Regions from separate parts of the Hordeum vulgare genome. Here region 2 is linked to region 1. The links are chromatin contacts, called in public Hi-C maps. All regions are on one chromosome and are shown on one strand. Each heading gives the region's core, a stretch centred on a gene start, on an enhancer-like site or on the middle of the called end of the contact. The rest is flanking DNA. Distances are from core to core; before and after follow the strand shown. Region 1 holds the start of LOC123449089 (mitochondrial phosphate carrier protein 3, mitochondrial-like). Region 2 has its middle 17 kb from the start of LOC123446671.

What was found. A called contact is a pair of places that touch in the nucleus more often than the background predicts.
Region 2: a contact with region 1 is called in a Hi-C map of leaf, with 4 times the contacts expected there. The contact joins the enhancer-like site here to the promoter of LOC123449089 in region 1. A contact is called at or near these places in 2 of 6 Hi-C or Micro-C datasets (leaf and seedling) and 1 of 1 datasets of contacts at active chromatin or transcription factors (embryo).

The regions. Positions count from the first base shown.
Region 1 is chr4H:488,196,928-488,203,612 of MorexV3_pseudomolecules_assembly, forward strand. LOC123449089 (mitochondrial phosphate carrier protein 3, mitochondrial-like) reads right to left here and starts at 1,579. Exons shown (of 6, transcript XM_045126175.1): 1 at 866-1,579; 2 at 434-795; 3 at 299-342. The coding sequence starts at 1,564.
Region 2 is chr4H:488,559,811-488,566,024 of MorexV3_pseudomolecules_assembly, forward strand. No RefSeq gene overlaps it. Among protein-coding and RNA genes, the nearest start is that of LOC123446671, 17 kb to the left of the region's middle. Within about 2 kb of position 1,416, at least 1 of the 3 cell types and tissues checked has open chromatin away from gene starts, as enhancers often do. A contact at or near this core is called in leaf, where this site is marked.

The DNA of each region.
Region 1 (6,685 bases), core at 329-2,828:
TTCCATGGTTGAGAAAGGATTGCAAACTAGGTCTAAATTACAGAAATTAAGTAGTGTCGAACTTGTGTAGTCTATAAAAAGCAGCAGTCATAAATGGCTAACTCAGTTTCATGGGCATCCTGGAATCATGTCAGCCCCAACTCTATGCCCCCATGAAATTTCTAGCCTTTAACACTCCAAAGAATCTCTAAAATCGTTTGGATGTTCAGTGCTACTACTATTATTTGGCCATGTGCTATTCAACCATCGGCAGGCAAACACAATAGGCAAAATATAGCTTGTAATGAAATCGACTCACAAGGAATTTGGCGGCCCCAAAGAGGAACTATCCCCTTGTAAAGCCTGAAATGAACACATGGCGTTAAAGTGATCTGCGGTGTCTTGAGCAGAACTAATCGCAACAAAATTAATACAGGACATGCAGTGTCTATACCCAAAGGCACCTTCGGACCGGACAAGCTTTGGAAGCCCATCGGTTAGGCATCGAGCGAATCCCGGCTGCGTCTGGATTCGAACCTTGACGGCTTCCATGGGGCAGAGAGCTAAATCTGCAATTACCTCAGCCGACGCCGATGCAGCGAGGTAAATGACGGTCTTCAACCTGTCGGCATTCTCGGGGCCAGCAATGTCCGAGTAGCACTTCTTGAAGTACTCGTAGAAACCAAACTTGCAGGCTCCCTGGCTACTATACCCAACCAGCGTGGCCATCCAGCCTTTGAAGAACCCACCGAGACCCTGCTCTTGGAGCAGCACACCGAAGCCAGACGAGATGTCCCTATACTTGCTGGGGTCAACCTGCGAAGAGCAACTCCCGTTAGACATTATCAGGGGGGCAGGAAGCTCGGACAGGAGCAGCATGGGAGACCTGCATATTGCACTTGACGAGGTCGAGCGGCGTGACTGCGAGGTGGGTGAGGCCGGTGCTGAGGACCCCGCCGAGGGCGCAGGTGGCGTAGAAGAGCGGCGTGTGCAGCTGCACCGGCGGCGCCGTATCCGCCTCCAACCTCCGCTCGGCCGCTCTGGCCCTCCGGTCGCGGACGGCGATCTCCCACCTCTTCCCGAGCTGCTCCGCGTTGGCGGCGAGCGAGGCCAGGAGGCGGTCGAGGGGTAGCGTGGCCGCGGCCGCGGGGCAGCCGGCCTTGTCGCGGCTCGCCATCTGGGGACGTGAGCTGGGAGCTGGGCGCGGTACTCGGGAGGTCGTCGCGGTCGGAGACGCGCATGGTAGGGGGAGCAGCCGGGGAGCGGGGGTTCGAGCGAAGGCCTCGAGCTGAGCTGAGCTGAGACCCGCGTTTGACCCTTGCTCTCCCGCACCGGCGGCGGCTGGCCGAGACGCGAAGTGGCGTGCGGCGGCTGCTTTTTCGAGGGGCGCCGACGCTGAGATTTGGGTGCGGATTGGGTGGCGAGATGCTGCCGCCGCGCGCAGCGGGCGGGACGGACCCCACCGTCTCGAGGGGGAAAAGATCCGACACGGACACGCGACGGGAAGTTGCGGTGTCCGATCGACGGAGAGAGAGAGAATATGCCGCCCGCGGTACACTGGCACGGCGTCGTCGTCTACGTGCATCGCAGGCGCCACCTGCGTGCAATCGACGGAGAGGAAAATATGCCTGCTGCCGCGGCGTCGTCTGCGTGCATCGCCAGCGTGGATACTGTGATCATGCCTCACGTGGTTTGATTGCTGTCAGAATGCAGTATTTCGGACTCTCAGTGGGTCCGTCCATCATGACGGTGATAATTGGCTGTTTGGCAATTAGCAACCACACAAAATACCGATTAGAGTCAAGCTAGAACTGAGCGGGCGCACGCGTACACACGTGTAGTAGGAGTAACAACAGCCTACACTATCAATGATTACAAATTGCATCCGTCGTATGCATGCATAAGTGATGAAATTTGCAAGACCGACCTTAAGCCTCGTTTGGTTAAGGGGGATTGGGGAGGTTTTGAGAGGAAAATCCCCGGGAGGGTCAGAAACCCCACAGATCCTCGGGCGTCCATTTGGTAGGAGGGGTTTGCTTAGCCCAATCCCCTCCGTTCCCCTTCAATCCCTTTCTATCCATGTGTTTCAAAACCCTCATCGGAAGACTAGTGGAAGCAAAGCCCCGGGGATTTGAGAGGATTGGGTGAAACAAAGGGATTCACCAAATCCCGTAAAATCCCTCCCTCTCAAAACCTCCCCAATCCCCCTTAACCAAACGAGGCCTTAAGGGGGAGGGGCTGCCCTAAAGATGGAGTTAGTGATTCACTTATCCTAATAAGATATACTCCCTCCGTTTCAAAATATAAGACCTTTTAGAGATTTCACTAGAAGACTTCATACGAAACAAAATGAGTGAATGTACACTCTAAAATATGTCTATATACATCCGTATGTAGTTTATAGTGCAATCTCTAAAATGTCTTATACTCCCTCCGTCCCAAAATTCTTGTCTTAGGTTTGTCTAGAAAAAAATGTATTAAAATACTAAAATGTGGCTATATACATTCATATCTAGATAAATCTAAGACAAAATTTTTGGGATGGAGGGAGTATTTAGGAACGGAGGGAGTATATACTAATTCATATAATTTTGGAAGATGATTTCATGTGAAAAAACGATGACAGATTGTATGTCATGGAATTCTCTTTGCTATGTGTTTCACCGTACCAAAAGTACAGTACATCGATCATTGTGACCGCCAAATTTTACATAAAGTATGTCTTTTATTCTCTTCCCATGGATAACAACATTATTAGTGACTTTGCATCTAAGAATGTTAGATTTTGTATTAAAATAATATATAAGTTACGTGGCATTGATATAATTTTGTATGCGTTACTTAATTATACATTCTATACAGATATATATTGATTGTTTTACTAATTATATTATAGGGCCTATGTCCGAGTTTTGCCCTGGCCCTCCGAAATCTCAGGACTAGGTTTGGAAACTAATGATGCCATCTGAAATCTTTTGTTTTTTCAATTTCTAAAATGTTTTGTCTTTTAAATAAAAAATCCAATTAAAAAATGTATTCATTATTAAATCCGTCGCGATGAGATCTTCGAAACTAGATCTCATATTGATATGTTTCGATGACTTTTTTGGTTAAAAGTTGCCATGTCCATTGCAAATAAATTGTCATCATAATTACACTAAAATTGTCATGATATATTTCAACTATTTTTTCTTCTAACTTTAAACTTTAAAGTAAACTTTGACATGTTATAAAAAGAAAATTAACAAATGAAACTTGTCATGATGAATTACTAAGTTTTTCCATGATCCACGAAATAGTTTTGACTTGGTTCACAAGTAAAAGAGATATATGTCTTTAATTACTTTAAAAATGCGTGGTTAGTGGCTCAAATTTGCCATGAACCATAAACTAAAATTTTCACGGTGAATTACTTAAATTTGCCATGATACATGCACTAAAATTTGGCAAGGTTCATACAAAAAAAATCATGTTCAAAATACTTAAATTGTCATGGCAAAAATAATGAAATTTGGCATGATCTATAAGTCAATTTGCCATGATGAATTACTAAAAACTGCCATGATCCATGAATTACATTTCCATGGTTAATTACCAAAATTTCCATGGCCAATTAATAAAAATTGCCATGAAAAGTAGTTGAAATACAATGTTAGCTTTAAATCTAGAAAAAAAATTAGATGAAATATGTCGTGGCAACTTCTGTGTAAACATGTGGCAACTTATGGCCTAAAAAAGGTTGTCGAAACATATCAATATGGGATCTAGTTTTGAAGATCTCATCGAGACAGATTTAATGATAAAAACGGATTTTTAAGAGATAAAACATTTTTAAGTCCAAAAACCAAAAAGATTATGCTGATGTCATATATTTGATGTGACAAATTGGATGGTTATGGACGCGCGTGGACCATGCTGCCTCATGCCACACGTATGGGCGTTACTATTTCCGAAAACATTACACTAGTTGAAAGGTTTCCGCAGGGCGGGGCGGGCCGGACCAGAAACCCTAGCCGCCGCAACCAAGAGAACCAATCTTCTGGCGCCATTTTTTGACGGCTCTCCTCTATCGACGATATTTTGGTCGTCGGCCGTGAGGGGGTCGTTGGATCCCGCACATGCGGATAGTTTTTATACTTTAGGCTTAGGTTTTGGATCGTCGGAAGTCTTTGCTTCGGCGGCGGTGATAGTGATGCTGAATAAAGAAGCTTCGATTTTTTCTTCGGCTAGGCGATGGTCTCTATGGTCATGGATTTGGGAACCATTCTGTTCAAGCGGGGATATCGTGGCTCTGTCGTTTGTTTAAGTGGTGGACTTGTGTCCTTAGGCTCCATGGTTGCAACGAAGTGTGCTCCAGCATCAGCGTGGAGCTTGGGAGGTAGTCGAGAAGCGGATGCAGATAGTGGTATAGATCGACTACATCTAGAAGACTAAACGTGTGTTGGGTTCACAGTTGATGGATGACATGTATGGTTTCCTCCATCGACGTCTTAGTCGTGGTGGGGTGTCTGATCTGCAGTTCGAAGACGTGTTTGTGGTGTTCCCTTGGCCTGATTCGTTCAACGATAATGTCTTCATCTTTGGTGATCCACCTTGGAGGTATGTAAAGCTGCATATCAGCGATGGAGCCACGTCGAGCTCGGGTAAGGAGGTGATTCGTCAGTTTTTTTGGTGGCTGTTGTGGTGGTGCCGAAGGAAGGTGACAGACGTTGATGTCAAACTCAATGATGTTCTTCTATATTTTCAGTTTTGTCATGTCTGACTTTACATGATTTGTAATTTGATCTTTATGATATCAATGAGACATGTATTATCTTGCAAAAAAAAGTCAAGCTAGAACGCATATGTCATAAGTATGTCTTATTATCGGCATATGCCAAGTCAAGTGTGTTCGCACGCAAACACATCACGTGTATTCTCGATGTCGGGGTGATGCACCGGAGCTCATGTTGAAGGAGTCTCCCCGGAAGCGAGGTACACATGAGAGCTTTTGAGGACCTGAAAATCCACATGCCTAGGAGGGAATCCGTCTGAACGCGCGGTGTCTATGGGTTGCCGTAGGTCGATTCGCTTGCCCCTACAGCCTCAAGGATCACTGCGTTTCAACATAGAGAACGAATGAAGAACAAGAAAACAAGAAAAATAGAAAGATGTAAAAACTAGAATAAAAAGTAATAGATGAATTTTGAATGTGTGTTATTGTTTCAATTAGCGATCACTTCTTATGTATATAAAAATGGCTAGATTTTTCATGCAAGAAAAGGGTTTGGATTTACATTCAAAACCCTAGTTTTGGTCTAACTCGAATGTTTGACCCGGAATTTTCAAAATTGTTCGGGTTAAAAGTTTATTGTACCTTGTGGGTTTATTTTTGAGAAAATACACGGCCTAGATTGAGAAATACCAAAAGCAATTTTAACCGTTTCGACGAGACGAACAACTTTTGTGCTGAACATTTTTCCATTTAAAGCCATCTTGAGGGCAGAATCTCGCGCACAAAATAGTCAATAATTCACGCTACCCATCAAACATAGTCATATGGGTGTCTTCTTGTGTCGGGCATCACTTTTTAATTACGGTAGGATCACACTCCACGGGCTTTAACTTTTGCATACAACCATGGATTAAGACAATTTTTATATTAAAATCAACCGTTTTGATGAGACGAAGACAAACCTTGTAGACGATATTCTCGCCCGAGGCTGTTTTGGAGGTGTAACCGGTCAAACAGTACTCTGGATACAAAATCTTAGTATTTGAGCACAACGTCATCCATCAAAATGAGATCGTATGGTGATGATACAAACTTCAAAGATGTTCATGTTGATAATACATAACTTCTTCATGTATGTCACTTATTCGTTTGATGCCATCTTAATAATGTATTCTTCCATACCAAAATTTGATGTCAACACATGTCCTGTTTTTCGGTAAAATTTGTGTGCCAAAAAATAACTTGCATTAGTGCTTGATTTAAGGACACTGTCGACACTCTCCCGACCATTTGTAGGTGCTAAGGGCGATAATTATGTAGCGGACATGCTTATTCTTAGGTCGATAATACTATACCGGCCATTGCATTTTTGTTTTGAATCATACCTAGGAGGCGATTACCACCAACCTGCTTTAAAGAGATGGACAATAAGTCGTTCCTTTTAAAACTAAGGTAATTAAACTTCGAGAGTTCATGCCATGTTAAGAAAGTAACATCGGGGTGATTCCAATCGACCGATGCATCGCTAAAGAACCACAAGTTGAATTATCTGCGTGAATGACTTCTACTTCATCATCGACCCATTGTATTAATAATTGATGCATCGTAGATGGCACACATTGATTGGCATGAACCCATTCGCGACCGACTATAACATTATAGTTACCATGCACCTCAGCGGTGAAGAATGTGGTGGCCAAAATTTTGCTTCCCACAATGAGTTTCGTGCACATCACTGTTAGAAACATGCCCCAGAGACAATAATAAAGTAATTACTATTATATTTCCTTGTTCAAGATAATCATTTATTATCCATGCTAGAATTGTATTGATTGGAAACTCAAATACATGTGTGGATACATAGACAACACACTCTCCCTAGTGAGCCTCTAATGGACCAGCTCGTGATCAAAGATGCTCAAGGTTTCGTGACCATAGAAATGAGTTGTCATTTGATAACGGGATCACATCATTAGGAGAATGATGTGATAG
Region 2 (6,214 bases), core at 166-2,665, 360 kb after region 1:
TCTTGTCCATGTTTCTTTTCTCTTCTTGTCTTTACTGTTGGATACAACTACTAATTTGTTTGTTCTGATTGCATCTGTGCACTGATGAGTTGTAGGCTACAACTTAACCAAAAAGATTCTCCCAAACAAACTTCAGTAGTGAAGCTAGCTTTCTAACTAAGTGAGCACTAATTTGTTCCTAGTGATGTCTCATCTGCTGGATGCGATTAGACGGCTATCCTAACGTAATTAGGTGACTGAACTCAGTAAGAGAGAATAGGAAACTAGAACAATGTTTTCTTTTTCTTTTACGACCAGAACAGCGTAGAACAACCGTTCTAAGTAGACTAAAGTTTGATTCCTCTTGTAGGTTGTTCGCGTGGAAATATTAAGGTTTGAATTTCTTCAAAGGAATAGTTTGAATTTCCTCAAGCTATTGTCCATACATGTTTTTATTTCGAAAAGGGGAGTACCCCGACATCTGCGTCACAAGATGCACATAGACATATTGTCCATACATTTGATGATTTTATTTCTCTGGCTTACCACTAAGGACGAAGAAACAAACGCTGGTGTTTGCATTTTGTTAAGTTAGACTAACATCTTGAAGTCCCAAGCAACTTGCTCATGAACAGCTTTCTTATCAGCCATGGGCCACTGTTAACCTAGGCAATAATTGAGAAACTATTTCAATTATCTAAGCAACTAGACAAACTCACCCGGATCATTGGAGGAGATCTACCTAGAGCATAACGCCTCCATGTAAAATATCACACACAGTTTCACTTGTCATCACCATGTTGCTTTGGAATCTTCCATGTCAAAACAGCAAAGAAAAACCAGCGGTCAACTTACTACTTAAATTCTGTGCATCAGTGGAAAGAGCCAGCATCGGCCGGCAGTCCTAGTTAACCACCAGTAGTAGCATCTACTCCTACAAGCCAAGCCATCACCTCCATTTTTCTAATCCCAAACCTTGTCAAACTCCCTTGCCGATCGACATGTGGCTCCATGCACGGCTCCGCGGAGATCCATTGGCCTCGTCCAAGCTCCGAGGCACGTACGTACGCTGGGTGTCCGCCATTAGTTAAAACGGCAACGCTAGCTAAGCCTAAGCTAGCTCCGGCCGGAGCCATCGCCGTCCGTATAGTACTCCGGACGGACGGCGACCGAGACGTCTTCACGAGTAATACTACCATATACTCTAGATACCGAGTTTTTACCGGATCGTACGCACGCAAGAGCCTAGTTACGTACGGCGCGACCCGGCGATTGGCGCGCCGGCCGGCGAGAGCGACCGGGCTCGAGCTCCGGTGAGGTGAGCGGCTAATGGTGAGATCGGGTCTCCGCTCCCGAAAAGTGCTACGGTGTCTGTTGCGGCGCTAATCATGGCCTCAGGGGTGATGGCGACCCCGTTTGCTTCGGTCACGAAACGAAATTTTGTTTGGGGCCCGGGGTGGTGGCAATAGAGAAAGGCACCGTGCTCTTGGCCCTTACTCTGGCTGACTAAGCCCGGGAAGAAGCTCGGGGAACTAAAATGGTTCTGATGTTGACGCCGGGTATGATAGTGCTTTTCCGGCGGCAGCTTGTGGACGTCATCTTGCGACAAGCTATTGGGAAGAACAATCTTAAATAAGCCCATGCCTGCTCTCAAGGTTAAGCAGGATTGACTGAATTGCTAGGGTAAAGCTGGCTAACTATGGCAGTGCTACATATGGACATATATAGGTGAAATCTGCCGAGCCCATTCCTTATTAGCTGTAACTGTAAATACGTATTGGGCATTTGTGCTACACTGCAACATGCATGTGCCATCTGCTAACAAAATCGGAAATGATAGATCCTGAACGTTTGTGACCATGACAAATCGAACGTTTTCGATGGCAATTCTAGCGACGCCAGCGTGGCAATTTTTTCAGGGTTTCATTGGTAATGATTTACGAATGAAATGAATCCATCCTTTGCTAATTCTTTACATACAAACTGTCGCTCTTACATCGTTCCGTCGATTCCCTTTATATCTTCGGAAATCAAAGACCATGATACAAATCCCCAATCTATTTGAAGGACAAGAACATATATTCCCATCCCTAATTTGGCCTCCTGAGACCCTCTTCTCCCCAACCTTCTATTCCAATTCCGGCCCCGGCTCCCAAACTCACGGAGAGACAACAAGACCGACAGATCAGACACCCTCTTCCGGCTTGCCAACACGAGCACTGGCCCTATCTTCTGTCTCATCCACACAAAACATTACAAAAGTAGAGGTATATGCCCTAAGAATAAACCCGAGGCATATACTTAGGAATAATCCCCTGGTTGCATTACTTCTTGTGGCCTCCCTAACACACGATAATGTTAGCTAATCACCCCGGGCGACCGCGATAAAGTTGCTTTTTGTCGTGGCACGGATGAGTAGGCCATCGGGAATCAAATGGTGATAACGTTAGCACGATGGGCGGTGCCATCAGCAGCGGTGGTTAGCTGCTAATTAACTAGGAGTACCATTTGCCAACCAAATGGTTGACTTTGTCTTGTGTTAGTTGCGTGATGGTGTGAGAAAAGGTGGATGATTGGTCGTGGCCGCGGGAGCAGCCTAGGAATTCCACGGTTACCTCATCAACTTGCATTGACAATCATGTGTGGCTGCTGCTACCTTAACTTGGGCTTGCTTCCTTGCTGCATTCTTTGCTCGAGATTAAGCTTGCATATACTTTGGCCACGATTTTTAGAGCTGATCTGGAACATCGTACGTACCCCATGTTACCGTCTGGCTCCTGAACGACACCGCTAGAGCCTAAAAGCTTTGGAAAGAACGGCGCTAATTTCATGTTTCATACTTGAAATTTCCGTCCCCGCTTAAGGTTTTATGTCGCGGTTCTCACAGATTCATAGCGAGGGCGTGGCCAGGTTCTTGAAAGCTATTGCTAGCCATTACTAATCACAATTTAATACCGAAACAGAGAATTATTAGATGTGCATAGACATGACCATTCAAGATAAGTGTTGTGTTGCATGCTGTTTTGCAAAAGTAGCTATACCAAAGAGCAGAGCTATCGTTAGCTATAATGTAAGACAACCGCAAAAAAGAAACTAGTATAATGTAATGTAAGACAAGTAACAGAGAGTTTTGAAACTATAACGGGGCATTCACTACTACGACGGAGCATTTGACCGTCGCTCAGCGATGTGGGTCCAGAAAAAACTACAACCAAGCTGTAGTGCAGCTATCGCTAGATATCTATAACATTGTTCAGGATTCAGAAATGCAAACCTTTCAGTCACTCTGGAGAACCATGGACGATGGATCCAAAAATTTATGAAACCACAGACAGTACTTCTACGTATGAAAACAACATAAGAGAAACAAACAGTAGTTGAGGCTAGTGCGTCTCGTAACCTCTCAGCTGAAAACTACATCTGGTCAAAGTTGAGAGCCTCTGTGGTCTGTGCAAGCATTTCTGAAATCTGAACGTTAATGTCGTGATGCAAACTCTCATTAGTTTACACGGTAGGTGCAGAGACCAATAAGTAATCATAGAGTTGTTAATTAGCCACCCCCAATTATAATTAGTAGTGGCAAGCAAACTGTTTTATATTCTGACTATCTTTTGGCCTTTGTAGCAGCAACATGCTCAACTAGTTCGTCATCCAAAAGTGGCTCGATGTCTTTTTAGCGATGCATTAGTTGTAATCTAACCCATGGTTTAAGCGGGTAATATGGCATTTTATCCGAATTTTCAGTTTCAAATTCTAACAGCTGTAGGCGAAGAGCAACATTTTTTTTTTGAATAGTAATCTCACTTCACTTACATTTGTCATCTCATCATATTTAGACACACCTTTAGGCCGTCTTTCTTGTTTTAATCAAAGGTCTCTATCACAAAAATGGTGCTCGAAGTTGGAGTCCAATTAAGATCAGCCATGTAAAGTCGCCACAGAGTTTGTCAAATTGAACACAAAAAATGTTTCCTAGAAAAAAGAAGATTAAGCTTTTAAACAAGGCCAGTGAATTCTTCACAATTTTCTACGGCTATTTTTCTAGAAACAGGGACTGCAACGTAGACATGTACACAAACCACTTGAGAAACATCTACCGGGGTTGTGGAACTTAAACAAAGATGAAGTTATTATTGGCGCCTCGCTATCACTCGGTGTGACGCCTACAATAGAAAGGGAATCCATCTTGCGAAAAGGCACACGTTGTGAAGACACACACACACGTCGAAGATGGGGTTCGATTTCGGGTGGGATCGGGGTACAGTCACACTACCAGACATATAAGATATCTTTGATTAGGACACATTAAGAGAAATTGGGGCTGACAAAAACAAATCTGAAAGATGTAAGGTGAGTCCTGTCAGAAGATCTTGGTTTGTCCTACAAGTACAAGCACTAGCCATTTCTGAATTGAAAACCCGGATCATATTAAAGCAAAGCATCTGCTATTGCGCGTCACAAAAATGTGCATCACACTGCAGTTGTGTGTTACAAAAATGTGCATCACACTGATCAATGTTTCAGTTGTAGATAGAAATAACCATCACTAGTGAGAACACTTGATCAAGTATCTTTTTGGGGCAGAGAGAACATGATTTCTTTCTGCATCCGTTCCATGTGAGCATATTAGATCAGCTTTGTTTCTGCATCACTGTGTCAGCATGCTAGCTTTGTTTCTGCATCAGCTATTTTTGGACCTGCCAGAACCAAAGAAAGATTCCAATCTCATCTAGTAGTATATAATAATAGCTGAGCATGTATTTGTGTTTCACGCCTTGCGATTCCAGAGCCGTGGTTTCCTCGCTTTTTCTTAGCAATCAACCATAGCGCGTCCCCAAGCAAGTAAAGACACAACGTTCTCTGGAACTCAGTATCAGAGGGCCTGAACATCGCCATGCCAGCCAAACTTTTTTTTTAAATCCAGCATCGCTGGCATTCATTAATAATAACAGGAAGCAACGGAAAAAAACAAGGTGATGAAGATCCTAGGGCCAAAGATCGGAAAATCAAAGAAAAAGAAAAATAGCAGCCCTAGTAGCTGCAGTCCAACACTCCAAACAAAACCAAACTAGGCAGCGCATCTCCCGCTCCGACGGTGAACTACGGTGGAACAAGGCGAAGTTGGTGTCACGACGTGTCACCGAACGAATCGCCTGTCACGCGTCATCGTATACCACCGGCCCACCACCGTGGCTTCGACTTCACAGCAACAGAGTCGAGGCACATCCAGAACACGTCCAAGAAGAAGAGCCAGCTATCAGGACCAAGGCCACGCCTCCAATATTGCTCAACGCCTTCATCGTTGCCACAACAACCATCGTGCATGTCCAGTCATAGGAAGCACCAAAGGGATCAAAGCCAAACTGAAAGTTGAGCATTGGACAATGTGAATGTATTATCTAAACATCACATGTTTAGTCACCACTTGAGAGATGGATACTATATTAAGTGACACTTATTCTTCGGTACAACCCCCCAAACACAAGGATGGCTGAGATTAAACGATACCCCTTCGTAACAAAGGGCAGGATTGTCTTTTTCCCTCGTCCCGACGTATGCGCGTCAGCCCGACGGGCGCCAGCTGACGAAACGGCGACGTACAGGAGCCCCGTATACGCGTCGTACCCGCGTCCCACCCCGCTGCGACGTGGCGTCGCCATGTCGGTCTAACCGCGGTCAATTCGTCGGTTCCCGAGACCACGACATTAATTCTGCGTTGCGTCGTCAGTTCACGTCGGTTCCCGACGCCGCCGCCATTAATCCCGCGCTGCGTCGTCAGTCCGCGTCGGTTCCCGAAGCCGCCGCCATTAACCACCGCGTCGCCAGCTCGCCGCGTCGGTTCCCGAAGCCGCCGCCATTAACCACCGCGTCGCCAGCTCGCCGCGTCGGTTCCCGAAGCCGCCGCCATTAACCACCGCGTCAGCGTCGTCAGATGCCGCTGTTAGCCCGTTGGTTCGACGGCTCCCGAGGCGACGCCATTAATGGCGGCCCCGTCGTCAGAACCCAGTCGCGTCGGTTCCTGAGGCCGTCGCCGCTGGCTCGTTGGTTCGACGGCTCCCGAGGCGACGCGCATTCACTCCGGGGAAGTTACGCCGGCCAGCTGCCCCGTCGCTGTTGGGGAACGTCGCATGGGAAACAAAAAATTTCCTACGCGCACGAAGACCTATCATGGTGATGTCCATCTACGAGAGGGGATGAGTGATCTACGTACCCTTGTAGACCGTACAGCAGAAGC